Regions from separate parts of the Mus musculus genome. Here regions 2, 3, 4 and 5 are each linked to region 1. Evidence: chromatin contacts called from public HiCAR-type, Micro-C and promoter capture Hi-C data. All regions are on one chromosome and are shown on one strand. Each heading gives the region's core, a stretch centred on a gene start, on an enhancer-like site or on the middle of the called end of the contact. The rest is flanking DNA. Distances are from core to core; before and after follow the strand shown. Region 1 holds the start of Paip2b (poly(A) binding protein interacting protein 2B). Region 2 holds the start of Rab11fip5 (RAB11 family interacting protein 5 (class I)). Region 3 holds the start of Emx1 (empty spiracles homeobox 1). Region 4 holds the start of Pole4 (polymerase (DNA-directed), epsilon 4 (p12 subunit)). Region 5 holds the start of Hk2 (hexokinase 2).

The links. Promoter capture Hi-C pulls out the DNA fragments that hold promoters and counts their contacts. A called contact is a pair of places that touch in the nucleus more often than the background predicts. HiCAR-type assays count read pairs that join an accessible place to other places.
Region 2: a HiCAR-type map of astrocytes shows a contact between it and region 1, with 4 times the contacts expected there. The contact joins the promoter of Rab11fip5 here to the promoter of Paip2b in region 1. A contact is called at or near these places in 5 of 115 datasets of contacts at active chromatin or transcription factors (astrocytes, embryonic hindbrain, embryonic stem cells and 2 more) and 1 of 9 other capture datasets (adipose tissue).
Region 3: a Micro-C map of embryonic stem cells shows a contact between it and region 1, with 6 times the contacts expected there. The contact joins the promoter of Emx1 here to the promoter of Paip2b in region 1. A contact is called at or near these places in 1 of 39 promoter capture datasets (hippocampal neurons) and 1 of 484 Hi-C or Micro-C datasets (embryonic stem cells).
Region 4: a promoter capture Hi-C map of pre-B cells shows a contact between it and region 1, with 13 times the contacts expected there. The contact joins the promoter of Pole4 here to the promoter of Paip2b in region 1. A contact is called at or near these places in 1 of 39 promoter capture datasets (pre-B cells) and 2 of 9 other capture datasets (adipose tissue and liver).
Region 5: a contact with region 1 is called in a promoter capture Hi-C map of pre-B cells, with 2.2 times the contacts expected there. The contact joins the promoter of Hk2 here to the promoter of Paip2b in region 1.

What each region holds. Positions count from the first base shown.
Region 1 is chr6:83,830,465-83,833,013 of GRCm38.p6, reverse strand. It overlaps Paip2b (poly(A) binding protein interacting protein 2B), which reads left to right and starts at 1,273. Exons shown (of 5, transcript NM_146169.2): 1 at 1,273-1,379; 2 at 1,686-1,743. The coding sequence starts at 1,715.
Region 2 is chr6:85,373,363-85,375,911 of GRCm38.p6, reverse strand. Rab11fip5 (RAB11 family interacting protein 5 (class I)) reads left to right here and starts at 1,278. Exons shown (of 6, transcript NM_001003955.2): 1 at 1,278-1,814. The coding sequence starts at 1,384. 4933423K11Rik (a long non-coding RNA gene) reads right to left here and starts at 1,058. Exons shown (of 4, transcript XR_869208.2): 1 at 690-1,058.
Region 3 is chr6:85,186,649-85,189,197 of GRCm38.p6, reverse strand. It overlaps Emx1 (empty spiracles homeobox 1), which reads right to left and starts at 1,267. Exons shown (of 3, transcript NM_010131.2): 1 at 835-1,267. The coding sequence starts at 1,255.
Region 4 is chr6:82,651,581-82,654,129 of GRCm38.p6, reverse strand. Pole4 (polymerase (DNA-directed), epsilon 4 (p12 subunit)) reads left to right here and starts at 1,265. Exons shown (of 4, transcript NM_025882.3): 1 at 1,265-1,506; 2 at 1,963-2,047. The coding sequence starts at 1,291.
Region 5 is chr6:82,773,169-82,775,717 of GRCm38.p6, reverse strand. Hk2 (hexokinase 2) reads left to right here and starts at 1,264. Exons shown (of 18, transcript NM_013820.3): 1 at 1,264-1,800. The coding sequence starts at 1,738.

The DNA.
Region 1 (2,549 bases), core at 24-2,523:
GAGCTAGAGTTACTGGTGGTTGTAAGCCACCATGAGGTGCTGAAAACTGAACCTGTCTTCTGCAATAGCAGCAAATGCTCTTAACTGTTGATCCACCACTCCAGCCATCAATATCCTATCTTCTTTTTATGGACATAACTTAAAATTTGGATATTGTTTTAGTTAGGGTTTGTATTCCTGCACAAACATCATGGCCAAGAAGCAAATTGGGGAGGAAAGGGTTTATTCAGCTTACACTTCCACATTGCTGTTCATCACCAAAGGAAATCAGGACTGGAACTCAAGCAGGTCAGCAAGCAGGAGCTGGTGCAGAGGTCATGGAGGGATGTTACTTACTGGATTGCTTTCCCTGGCTTGCTCAGCTTGCTTTCTTACAGAACCCAGGACTACTAGCCTAGGTATGGCAGCACCCACAACAGGTCCTCCCACCCTGATCACTAATTGACAAAATGACTTACAGCCGGATCTCATGGAGGCATTTCCTCAAGTGAAGCTCCTTTCTCTGTGATAACTCCAGCTTGTGTCAAGTTGACACATAAAACTAACTAATACAAGGTATCTTAAACCCAAAGGACAGAACAAGTGTGTGTGTGTGTGTGTGTGTGTGTGAATGTGAGTGTGTGTCTTGTTTTTCTGAGACTTGGTCGCAATATGAGCTCAAGCTGGCCCTGAGGAATTTGTGATTTTCCTGCCTCAATCTTGAGCCTGCTGGGACTGAAAATGTCAAATTTGTTTCTAAAAACGTGGAAGCAACCCTTTCTGTTCTTCCAATCTCCCAAATAGTCCTAATTTTTAACCTCACGACTTAACACAGAAGCAAATTCCCGCTCTCAAAACTCATCTCTAACTAATGGACAGATGAGGAAATCCCTGAATCCTACTCCCTTTTCTAAAGTGATCTAGACAAGTGACACAGGCTTCCAGCTTAGCCAATGGATGAAGCGGGAGCAGAAGCCTTTGTAAACAAACCCGGAGTCCTTGCACTCTGGCTCCTCCCCAACATGGAGGTGATTCATCCTTGGCCTGGAAATCTAGGCGTGACCAATGCTTCTTCAGCCAATCAGAGCTGGGAGTCTCCATCGAGGGCGGAGCGAATGGACAGACGCTAAGACCAATCAAAAACTGGAACTTCTGAAAGAGCTGGGCGGGCATTGTTTCACATTTAGACCAATCAAAACCAGGTAAGTGAGCGGCATTCTCTGCTGTCCAATAGATGGACGGGGCGTTGTCCGGCAGCCAATGAATGGCGCTGGGGGGCGGGGCGAGACGCGCGTGTGAGGCCGAGGTACCTCGAGCGTTTGTGCGCCGAGGCTCGCGCTCTTAGGAGGCGGCGCTGTGCTGTGGTGCGGACCTCGGGGCGGCGTTGTCCGCGCGGCCAGGTGGGTTGAGGCGTCGGGGCTGGGATCGTCTGGCCACCCGGGACTGCGCACAGCCCCTCTACCCGCGGGCTGCCCGGGAGCGCGCACAGCCCCTTCCCAGCGCGGCCCGGGCCCAGGCCGTCCGACGCTCTGGCGCTCGCGGGCCAGCTCCTCTCACCTCATCCCTTTTCACCATCCTTGCTACGTATGACCTGCCGCCTCCTGGCGCCCCTCCTCTCTCTCGCCTTCTGAGACGTTCACTCTCAACCTCAGGATTTCAGCCTCATTTCCCCCGGAAACTAACACCTCTCACTTTGCTTTTTGTAGGCACCTGGAAGGGTGAAGGCGAGAGGCAGATGACGACGCTGAACACAGGCTCCGCAAGGTTCGGAACTGCAATGGGCTTGCTTAAACTCTCTCTGCCTCCCCTTCAATGCCATCTAATCCCACTCTTCTTCTAGAATCATTGTCCTCATAAAGTGCTTTTGCTCAAAACTGCTGAAAATGCAGGTGGAAAGGCTTGCCAGCAGCAACCAATTTGAAATCTGTTACGTGGAACGGGATGGAACGGGATTCTGACCCAGCTTAGAGCACTAATTTACACTATGAGGAAGGGCCTGGTCATCCCGGACGTCCGTAAGATACGGGATATATGTGATTATCACACACAGCCTCTGAGAGAATTACAACAGCCCAGAGGCGACCTTCAGCATTATCTTTACAGAGAATTTATTTGTTTATACCTCATAGTATGGCAGTGTTTGGCTTCCTGTGGTGGTTCTAACCATATGTTTCTAGATGGCCTTCCACACTGTCTCAAACCCAAATAAAAATATGCCAGACGTTTACTGCGAATAAATTAGCTTATCACTCATAGTTTTAACTGAGATTTTAGAAGTTGAGGAGTATTAGACAATAGGGGTTTTATTTTGGAAGCCAGAGGACATTGAGTATTGGAATACGTCTAGTACTTTAGGCAGAAAGGGAGAAAGAATAAGATATCTATCCATATCCAAAATTGCATTGTTCTCATGTTGTCATTTTCTTGGCTTTATATCTGGAATTGTTTTTCTTGGTTTTCAAAAAGGAAAATTAAGTCGTAGTTTAGCATCAGATTCACTGTTGTGGAGTTTGTAAGCTTTACTTTACTATTTTTCTTATCCAATTTGTAGCACATAACAGTATATAGTT
Region 2 (2,549 bases), core at 29-2,528, 1.5 Mb before region 1:
ACATATAGGGTGGCTCTGAAGAATGAGTGAGGTCATGCACAGAAAGCTCATGAGTCAGTTGTTGGCCGACTCTTGCTGAAATTCAGCATCCATAATTATTAACCATTATCTTAATAATGAAACAAGTGTGCTGGCAGTTCTCAGAACACAACACACAGTAGGCAAGTATGAATGGATTTAGAGGTGGAAGATTAGTCCTGTGGTAGAATGCTTGTCTACTACCAACAAGGCCCTGTTTGCCTTGTTTGTATATAAGGCTAATGTTTTAGCTAGCCTGGAACTCACTATGTAGACCAGGCTGGTCTCAAACTCAAAAAGATCTTTCCTCCTCTGCCTCCCAAGTGGAAGTGCTGGGATTAAAGGTGAGCACTACTACACCTGGCCACACAAAAGTTTTAAAACCAGTGGGCACGCCTTTAATCCCAGCACTCAGTGGAGGCAGGAATTTAACAATTCGAGCCGTAATCTACATAGCAGGTTCCAGGAGAGCCAGAAGAGACTCCGTTTCCAAAAAAAAAAAAAAAAAAAAAAAAGGGAGTGGGGGAAAAATCAAAGCAGAAAAAGATTGTTTTAAGTCCCACTCCAGTGATTTCCCAGCGGCGGCTCTAGGTCATCACATATATGTAGAGAGTTGAAAATGGGAGCGCATGTGCGATTTAGGGGGTCTCTAGAGTAGGCATCTTATCTACCCTCAAATCCACGCCGAGCAGAATGGATCTTCGAAGCAGCGAGGGCTTTCAGGAGTACAGGAGCTTGCAGAAAACCCTGACACTGTCCAGGTAGAGCGCGGTGGATAGTTATGCAGAGAGGTTCGGCTCTCTAGCTTGGAGTCGCTGCCTAAACGGGGCGGGGCCATGGTGGTAACCACGCCCACCTCTCTGCAGAGGCTGCAAGCGGCCTTCGTCCCTAGCCCCCTCCATTTCTTCCTTTGCAGTTCCGCACTGTGCACAAGCGAATCCGGTCGTGATTAAGGCATGGCCAGATCTCAATCCTCTCCCCCAACACACGCAGAGGCCGCGCCCTTCTGCACCGGTCACCTTTTAGAAGAGCAGCGGGAGCTTGAGGTTCCCCCAGAGGGGCTGGGCCAGTGAGAAAGCCCCGCCCACATCTTTGCAGAGGCCGCGCCCCTCTCTGGGTTTCTTTAGCTCTTAGGCAGCTATATGCTGGTGGAACTGGGGGCGGGGCCTGGCCTGGGCCTAGGCGGGGCGTGACGTCGCGGGGCGGCCGGCCGCCCGGGAGGCGGGGCGGCGGGGAGGCGGCGGCCCGCTTGGCCCAGGCCAGCCCGCAGCTGCGGCGGTCGGTGCGCTGCAGGCGGCGCGGGGGAGCCGGCTCCTGACAGCATCCCGCGGCTGCCACGTCTGTCACTCTGTCCCAGGGTCCGCCATGGCTCTGGTGCGGGACCCTGAGCCGGCGGCCGGATCCTCCCGCTGGCTGCCCACGCATGTCCAGGTGACCGTGCTGCGGGCCAGCGGGTTGAGGGGCAAGAGCTCGGGCGCCGGCAGCACCAGCGACGCGTACACGGTGATCCAGGTGGGCCGAGAGAAGTACAGCACCTCGGTAGTGGAGAAGACGCAAGGCTGCCCGGAATGGTGCGAAGAGTGTTCGTTCGAGCTACCGCCTGGAGCCCTGGACGGCCTGCTGCGGGCACAGGAGGCAGATGCGGGCCCTGCGCCCTGGGCCTCCGGCCCCAACGCCGCCTGCGAGCTCGTGCTCACCACCATGCATCGCTCACTCATCGGCGTGGACAAGTTTCTGGGCCGGGCAACCGTAGCTCTGGACGAGGTCTTCCGCGCAGGCCGCGCCCAGCACACGCAGTGAGTCTGGGGCGCTGGGAGCAGGGACAAAAACGGTTGAAGGCCTAACCGGGCGGGGCTGGTTGGGACGTCTGGACCCGGTCCTCCCACTCAAGGACACAAACCCGTATACTGTTTGTTACTTCTCATTCAGCCTTCTGCCCTCCCCAATTCCCCCTGACTGTCTCCCCAGCAGCCTGGTGGGCCTGGAAGGCCTGATGGAGTTGGTGTAGTGACCAAGCGTTGGCAGTACATGGCCAAGGAAAGTTCGGAATGGGATTCTGAGGCTGTGGGAATTCAAGAAGGGAAATTTAAAGACTTCAGGGTCTGCCTTCTTTTCCTCAAAGAGGTGACTAGCCTGTAGGTAGTGGAGAGGAAGTCTCACCTTGTAGAAGCAGGAAGGTGAGGTGTTATCTTCCAAGGCAAGATTGAAGGGAGACACCCCAGCCTTCCCAGGGGTTACACAGGACACTTGGCCTTTGAACGTTCAGGGATACACCTCACCGTATAGACGTACTCTGTGACTCTGTCTTAGGGTACCAGGACTGAGAGCATTGGCCCACCTCGGAGTAAAGAAGGGTACATTTGAATCAGCTTGGGTCAGTGGGACAGTGGTTATAATGCCCTCAGTTCTCCGGATTATTTTCTCTAGAAAGGATAGGAAAAGTTCTTATTGTTTTGTTTTGTTTCGAGACAGGGTCTTTCTACGTAGCGCTGTCTGTCCTGGAACATGCTATGTAGACCTGGCTGCCTTTG
Region 3 (2,549 bases), core at 18-2,517, 1.4 Mb before region 1:
CTCTCTCTCTCTCTCTCTCTCTCTCTCTCTCTCTTTAGGAAAGTCAGATAACTGGTGTGTGTGTGTGTGTGTGTGTGTGTGTGTGTGTGTGTGTGTGTGTGTTTGTGCGTGTTTAAAGCTTTTGGAGGGGTCTTAATTAGCAAACCAGATGCGGCTGCAGACGGGGTGGGGTAAGACTAGATATGACCTTAAAAGCCCTCCTCTGCCACTACCCCTCTCAAGAGGACTGTCCTGAGCTCTAGCAACCGGGTGGGCTCCTGGAGGAGGTCAGTGGTGAAGAAAGCCGGTTTGTTTTCGCAAGCCTTTTCCACTTTGGGTCGGAGAGGGCACATGTAACTGGGAAAAGTCTGGCCAAGGTTGCTGAGAAACGTCCCAAGAAATCCGAGTGAACGCACCACGCTGCCCTGCTTCTCACAGAGCCAGCGAATGCAGGTGGACTTTCCCCTGCCCCGACGCGCCAAGAGTAGTGGTGACCAAAAGAGCGAAGTATGGTCACAGCTCAGAGCTCTGGCGCGGGAAGGGCAGAGGGCCAGCATTTCAGGGTTGGGACTGGTTTAGTCGGAAAGGAGATTAAGGTTGGCCACTGGAGGGTCTGAAAAAGCTCCTAGGATGCTCTCGGCCTTCTATTCCAATTGGCTTTATTCCTTGAAAAGCGTGGCGGTCCCAACCTCACTTCTTGGGTGGGAGACCAACGCAGCAGACCACAGGCTAATCGCCTGCGCACAGTCCAGGCTGATCCCTAAGCCTTGTCCCCCCACAACTTCTGAACATCCCCGCCGCCGCGCCTAGCCTCCCCCCGCATCCCCGGGTCACGAACACGGCATGGACACTCACCCTGGAAGCGGTGGCCAAAGAAGCGATTCCGAAGCACCCAGGGGTAGAAGTGGAGAGGGTCCCGATGCTGGGCGCTGAAGAAAGAGTGAGGGGGTTGCAGCGAGGAGGAGCCCAGCTGGTGTGCCGGGTGCACCGTCAGAGCCGGGTGGTTCATGGCCTCTGGGAACACCAGCTCCGGCCCTCCATAGAGCGAGCGGCCGGCGCCCGCAGCGGCAGCGGCAGGGAAGCCACTCACGAAGGCCGTCTCGGCCGCACTGGGGTGAGGATAGTTGAGCGCCGTGGGCCTGAGCGGTTCCTCTGATGCGGCCACAGCCAGTGGATGGGAGCCCGCGCCCCCGCTGCCAGGACTCCCGCCGGTGCCACCATCCTTGGCCACCAAGGACTCTATGGTGAAACCCCGCTTAGCCGCGGGCTGGAACATCGTCGCGGCCGCCGAAGCGGAGTGAGGTAGCGGGGCTCTGGGGAACGCTCGGTGCCCCGGCGCTGCCGCCGTGCGGGGTGTGCACCAAGCCTGGCACATGCACTCACGCCCGCACCCTTCACCTCCCCCGCCCGCCCACCCGCCCGCGCTCGGCCCTTGCGGACCAGCCAGGAGCGGGGCGGCGAGGGGCGTGCGAGAGCCCTAACACCGAGTTGGGCCACTGCGCACCGCCTGGAGCGTGGTCCCCGCGGCCCAGCAGGCAGCTCCTCTCAAACGCCCGGGCGCGGGCTGCCTGTGCTACTGAGAGCCGCTTCAGCGGTCCTCCTGGATCTCTCCCTTACTAATCAAGCTGTGACCGACCACCGCCCGTGATCTTTCTAGCTCTGCCGGGCCAGGCCTGGGCTGCAGCTCTGCGAGGAGAGAGTTAGCGGGCACCTGCCCCGCGCTCCCCCATTGGCCACCGCTCACCTGCCCCAAGGTGGGGGGCGGGGCGGGGCGGGGCGATGGATGGCGGGTGGGGGAATACGGTCCCCAGTCGGAGGCAAAAGCCGGACTGGAGCATTGGTGCTTGATCTAGTGTCCTCCTCCTACCCTCCACTCTGCATCTTGATTTTCTGACTTGGTCCTTTAGCCTCCGCCACACTCTGCTCTGAGGGGGACATCTACAAAGCCTGGGCTTGAGGAAATATACCAAACCCTCTTCAAGCACGTACCTCAGTTGAACCCCCTCCCTTCGCCCTGGGATGTCGTTTCAGTTCTTAGAGAACTTGGATACAAGCTTAGGATGGGTGTTTGGGGTCCAGCCTAGATTCTCCAGAGAACCTGGTCTACGTTCGCCTAACCTAAGAGAGCTCTCCCCTCACCCACCATCAGCCTCCGGAGCTGTTTTCTGAAGCTGCGGTTATGTTTCTGAAATTTCACATTTTTATGGATTTGGGGAACAGTGCTTCAAACAGGATATGCATTCTTTTCTCAGGGGCCAGGTTCGCACTGTCCGGGGAGGAGCGACATAACCCATCACTCCGCAGCTCTCCCGCGGCAGTTCGCAAGGGTTCCAATGCAGCGGTTTTGCCAGCCTTCCCCCTCCCTCCCTCGCGCTGCGACCATCTCCCACTGGACCACGGGGCTTAAGCTCAGAGTGATTTCCTTTCCTTGGGCGTCAGTATTGGACGACAAGGCCAAAATGGGGTCTTTGGGTCACTGCATTCTAAATTGGAGCTGGCCTTGCTGTTCGCGTGGTTCTCCAGAGGACAGGCCAGTGGTCCTTGGGGGGAGGGGAGTGGCATCCTAGCTT
Region 4 (2,549 bases), core at 16-2,515, 1.2 Mb after region 1:
GTGTTCTGGTGATTCGAACTCAGGTCCTTGATGAGCAGCATACACTTTACTGAGTTGTCTCTCTTGCCTATTGCGAATATTTGCCACACTTCCATGCCAGATCTCTGGTTCGGTATGAGAACTCATAGGTAAGAAGAGGCAGGGAGAGGCTTCTTGGAGATCCTTTGCAGAGGCCGGCGAGGTCAAAGCGATTTTCTGTTTTAAAGATAGGGCCTTACTATGTCGTCCTCGCTGGCTTGGGAACTCCCTCTGTACACCAGGCTGGTTTCAAAGAGCATGATGTGCTTTTGCTACTTGAGTGCTTATATTAAAGGCGTGCACCACCACACCTGGTAAAAGTTATCTTAATCTTAGTCATTCTCATTCTCTCAAGAAGGTGCAGTGGAATTTTCCATAACTATGCAAAAAAACAGATAGTAAAATGTTGAGAAGCAGCTAGACGATCAAATTGTTTTCTAAAGGAGACATTAATTTTTTTCTCATCAATTTTTGTTTTTGTTTTGTTTTGTTGGTTTTGGTTTTTTCGAGACAGGGTTTCTCTGTGTAGCCCTGGCTGTCCTCGAACTCACTTTGTGGACCAGGCTGGCCTCGAACTCAGAAATCCGCCTGCCTCTGCCTCCCAAGTGCTGGGATTAAAGGCGTGTGCCATCACCGCCCCGCCAATTTTTGTTTTTGAAAAGTTACTTGTCATGATAATGTTTTGCCAACACTACATACTAGTATTTTAAAACATAAACCCTATGCAATTAATGTTCCTAGAGAACACAGTTTTTAGTTTTGTTGTTTTGAGTAAGGAGATCAGTGTTCTGAGCTAACCCTTGTTTGACCAACCACAGACAAAACTTGCTCTCCGTGTCTGCACGCCTTTTTTGCAGTGGTTTCCTCCCACTAAACCGCACTTCCAATTCTGCCCGTCAAACGTCCCATTCCACCTAAAACATGATCCCCGGCGCTGGCCCGGGTCTGTCGCTGCGCGGGGCAGCGTTGTGGGGACACCCACGGGTTCCCCTCCTGTTGGCCTAGAGGTTAAACTCAGCACCTACTGAGGCTCTAGAGAAGCATCCGGACTTCCGGCTCAGCTAGGCCACGCCCGGCCGCTTCCAGGCTGTGGCCGCCCGGAAGAGTACATCAGACCCCGGAGTCAGAGGGGGCGGTTCTGGCGCGCCACGCCTAGTGAGGGTGGGGCCACGCCCACACGGAGAGGCGTGGTCTCTACCCGGCGCGGGAAAGGGGCCGAAATCGCGTGCGCGCGCTCAGTCAGCGACCGCGCGCCACACGTTTCGGGAGGGGATGGCGGCAGCGGCGGCTGCTGGGAGCGGGACGCCCAGAGAGGAAGAGGCTCCCGGAGGGGAGGCAGCGGCTTCGCAGGCCCAAGCCCCGACGAGTGCACCCGGGGGAGTTCGCCTCTCGAGGCTGCCTCTGGCGAGAGTAAAGGCCTTGGTGAAGGCAGACCCTGACGTAACGCTGGCGGGACAGGAAGCCATCTTTATCCTGGCGCGTGCCGCGGTGCGACGGGGAAGCAAGGGCGCCTGGGTCGGGGAAAGGGGCGTGGCATCTAGGGGGCGTGGCGCTAGGGGGCGTGGCGGGCCCTGGTACGCCGACCTGACTTGACTGAGACCTAGGAAGGCCTCTGTGGGCCCCGTTTGAGTTGGTTAGCCACTCTCCTCTTCACGAGGACCCACGCAAATTTAGTTTGCATGGCTCCCACGGCTCACACAGAACTTGAAGGGGATCCTAATGAATGAGTAGGGTGGATTTGGAGATATTAGAGCAGGGGGATTGGAGCTATGGAGAGGGATAGCAGAAGTATTTTCATAAGTTCAGTACAATGGTAGCTTCTAGAACTTTCCTGTGTGGTAGAGTTCCCCCTTTACCCTTCTTGTCCACGTCTACACAGGATTGCTCATCTCAGTGGGCTAGAGTCCACTAATCTCTGCTTGCTTTTTTTTTTTTTTGTTGCAGGAACTGTTCGTGGAGACTATCGCAAAAGATGCCTACTGCTGTGCTCAACAAGGAAAGAGGAAAACTCTCCAGAGGAGAGATTTGGGTAGAGTCGCTGTGGTACCCCAGGGTGGACAGGGGAGCTATGGGCTGGGCTTTCTTATAGCTGTTTCACAAGGCATCATTGAAGCAAGGGGAAATTTGGCTTTTGGTTTATTTGTCTACCTGGTAACCCTTCCACATGTGTAAGCCTTTAGAGACTGTACCTCTCATTCCCTTCTATGCTGCCAAACTCTTTTTCTAGTATCTTTTTTTTTTGTTTTTGTTTTTCGAGACAGGGTTTCTCTGCAGCCCTGGCTGTCCTGGAACTCACTCTGTAGACCAGGCTGGCCTCGAACTCAGAAATTCACCTGCCTCAGTCTCCCAAGTGCTGGGATTAAAGGCGTGCACCACCACGCCCGGCCTTGTTCTAGTGTCTTTAGAGTAGAGAGAAAAGTGAATTTTGGAATAAGACAGGATTGTAGGATGCCTTGAACAGCATTTTCGCTGGCTTTTGAGGTGAGACAGTTAAAAGAATAGTGAGTGTAAAGATGGATCTTAGGACCTCT
Region 5 (2,549 bases), core at 15-2,514, 1.1 Mb after region 1:
CAGAATCCCTGGGGAAAGTCCTCGCTTGTAGATTAGGTTTGTGAGTTACCTGTGTGCGGATGGTGTAACTGCTGACGATGGCGCTAAGAGGGATCACCCAGAGAGGAAATAGATGAACCACATCATAGAAAGTGGAGCAGAGCCTTTTTAGGGCTGGGGTGTACCTCAGTGGGCAGGGTGCTTTTCTAGCACGCACAAAGTCCCATGTTAGATCCCCAGTAGTGGCACATGCCACTCCGGAGGTGGAGAGAGGGCTTGGGGAGTGAGATTATTTGGAAATGGTAGGCTTTATCTTCCTTCCATGTAACTTTCAAACTCCTGGCTTTCCATTCTCCACCAGCACCAACTTCATGTCATCTGAGGTGCTATTTCAATATTGATGGCGTCTACTCATAAATGTCAACTTAGAGTCTGGTGTCAGGCATGAGCTGAGGTCGAGGCGGGCTCTTCTCAGCATCTATAAACCATTTCACACCACTTGAGCCTAGGATCAAGCTGTTACAGGTGCCCTTTCTCCTCCCATCTATCAGTCCCAGCTACAAACAAAGTTTCTCTCCAGCCTTTGCTGGCTTCAAGAAAGGCTGGATAATATACCGGGGGTGGGGGAATTGCATTTCAGAGTAAGATGTGTTCCTGTCTTCATCTACCATTTGTTAGGGGTGTGACCTTGGGCAAAACTCACTAACAGCACAGTGCCTAGTTCCCCAATCTGTAAAACGGGGTTAGTAAAATCCATATGCTATATTGGTGTGATATTAAGAAGGGCTGACTTTTGTAATGGCTTAGCTTCAGGGATCCGCTGACTCGTTGAGCTACAATTAAGATGAGAATCACGGTGCTTCAGACTTGTCACAGGGCAGTGGCAGCCCCTCACATGATCCCCAGATACCAGATTATGGCGTGTGCTGCTACGATCACTTGTCTTTCCAGTCGCCCAACATCTCTTGGGTCCGCGATCACGCGCCCCCCACCCGAAGCTGAGCCTGACGCGGCGGTGGCTCATGCGCCCTGGAGTCCCGAGCTCTAGCCACGGAACACACGTCCCAACTCTGGCGCCCAGCTCCGCCCCTAGCCTCGGGCGCGTCTCTCCCGCCGCCTGCTTGGGTGCTGGAGCAGCCGCGCCCGCGGGCTCTAGGCGCTGATTGGCTGTGGACCGCGGGCGGACAGCCGAAGAGCGCACACACCCTCTTCCCGCAGCCAATGAGCACATCCACGTCACTGTCCGGGGCGGCCCAAAGAGCCGGCAGCCCCTCAATAAGCCACATTGTTGCACCAACTCCAGTGCTGGAGTCTCAGGACACCACAGGCTACCCGGAGTTGTTCTGCTTTGGAGATCCGAGGGCAGGAGCATCACGCCAGTGACTCTGATAGGTGCGATCGCCGGATTGGAACAGAACTGTCATTTTTTTCCGAAGTTGAGCCTTAGTGACCCAGTGAGTGAAGTTAGCGACGGGACGCTAAGCAGCTAGACCGGTCGGCAGGAGTGAGACTTAGGGTACCTTCTAGTAGTTGTGATTAAAAAAATTGAAAAAAAGAAAAAAAAAAACCCTGTTTCTGGAAACTTGAGGCCCTCAGCTGGTGAGCCATCGTGGTTAAGCTTCTTTGTGTGGCTCCTGGAGTCTTCGATCCCAGCCGGACACCCGGGCCTGGTTTCAAAGCGGTCGGACAGCGCTGCCTGCTCCATCGGTAGCGCTCGAGCCTCGGTTTCTCTATTTGGCCCCGACTCGCCGCAACAAGATGATCGCCTCGCATATGATCGCCTGCTTATTCACGGAGCTCAACCAAAACCAAGTGCAGAAGGTAAGTCGGCACGGGCGGGAGCTTCTGGCTCGCTTCGGACCAAGTTGCGTGCTCTCCCGGAATCTGGAGCACGCAGAGGACCTGCTTCCTCCTCCTTCGGGGCTGGAGACGTGGAACCAGTCTGGGTAGCTGGGAAAGTCCTGCGCGCGAGAAGCCACGTCTGCTAGGCACCCTCGTGGCCCGACCGCTCACCATCGATAGTCCCACCTACCCGGGACCTGCGCGCACCCTCCCCACCCTTAGAGCCCCTAATTTCTTGATGGGACGGCCGCCCTGCACGTAGTCTGAGACTGCTGCGCCCACGTGGGAGGAGCCCCCTTCTGCAGCCCCGAGTTCCGGCAGGAGCACGTGGGGAAGAATCCTGCTTAGGGGAGGAGGCGGGGTGGAAGCGTGTAGCAGCTGGGGCCCGGCCCTCTTGAATTTAAGGATGTGTTGAAGAGGCCTTCGGTTCCTCGTGGCGCTCCTTGGGGGTGGATCGGGGGTGGGGTGGGGGAGAGAGCCACCCAGGAAGGAGCGGGAAAGGGCGCAGAAAGACTAGCCTGCCGCGCCCCCTCCCCGGAACTGAACTGCCCGGAACTGAGGCTCGAAAGGGGCGCCCCCTCACAGCAGACCTTCCTGGGGACCGCCCCGCCTCGTCCCCGTGTCTGGCCGCCGAGTTGAGGGCGGATTTTGGATAGTATGTTCTGATTTGGAACTAAAAGTTACACGGAATGGACTCATCTTCCCACCCCACGATCCCCAGAGTTCTT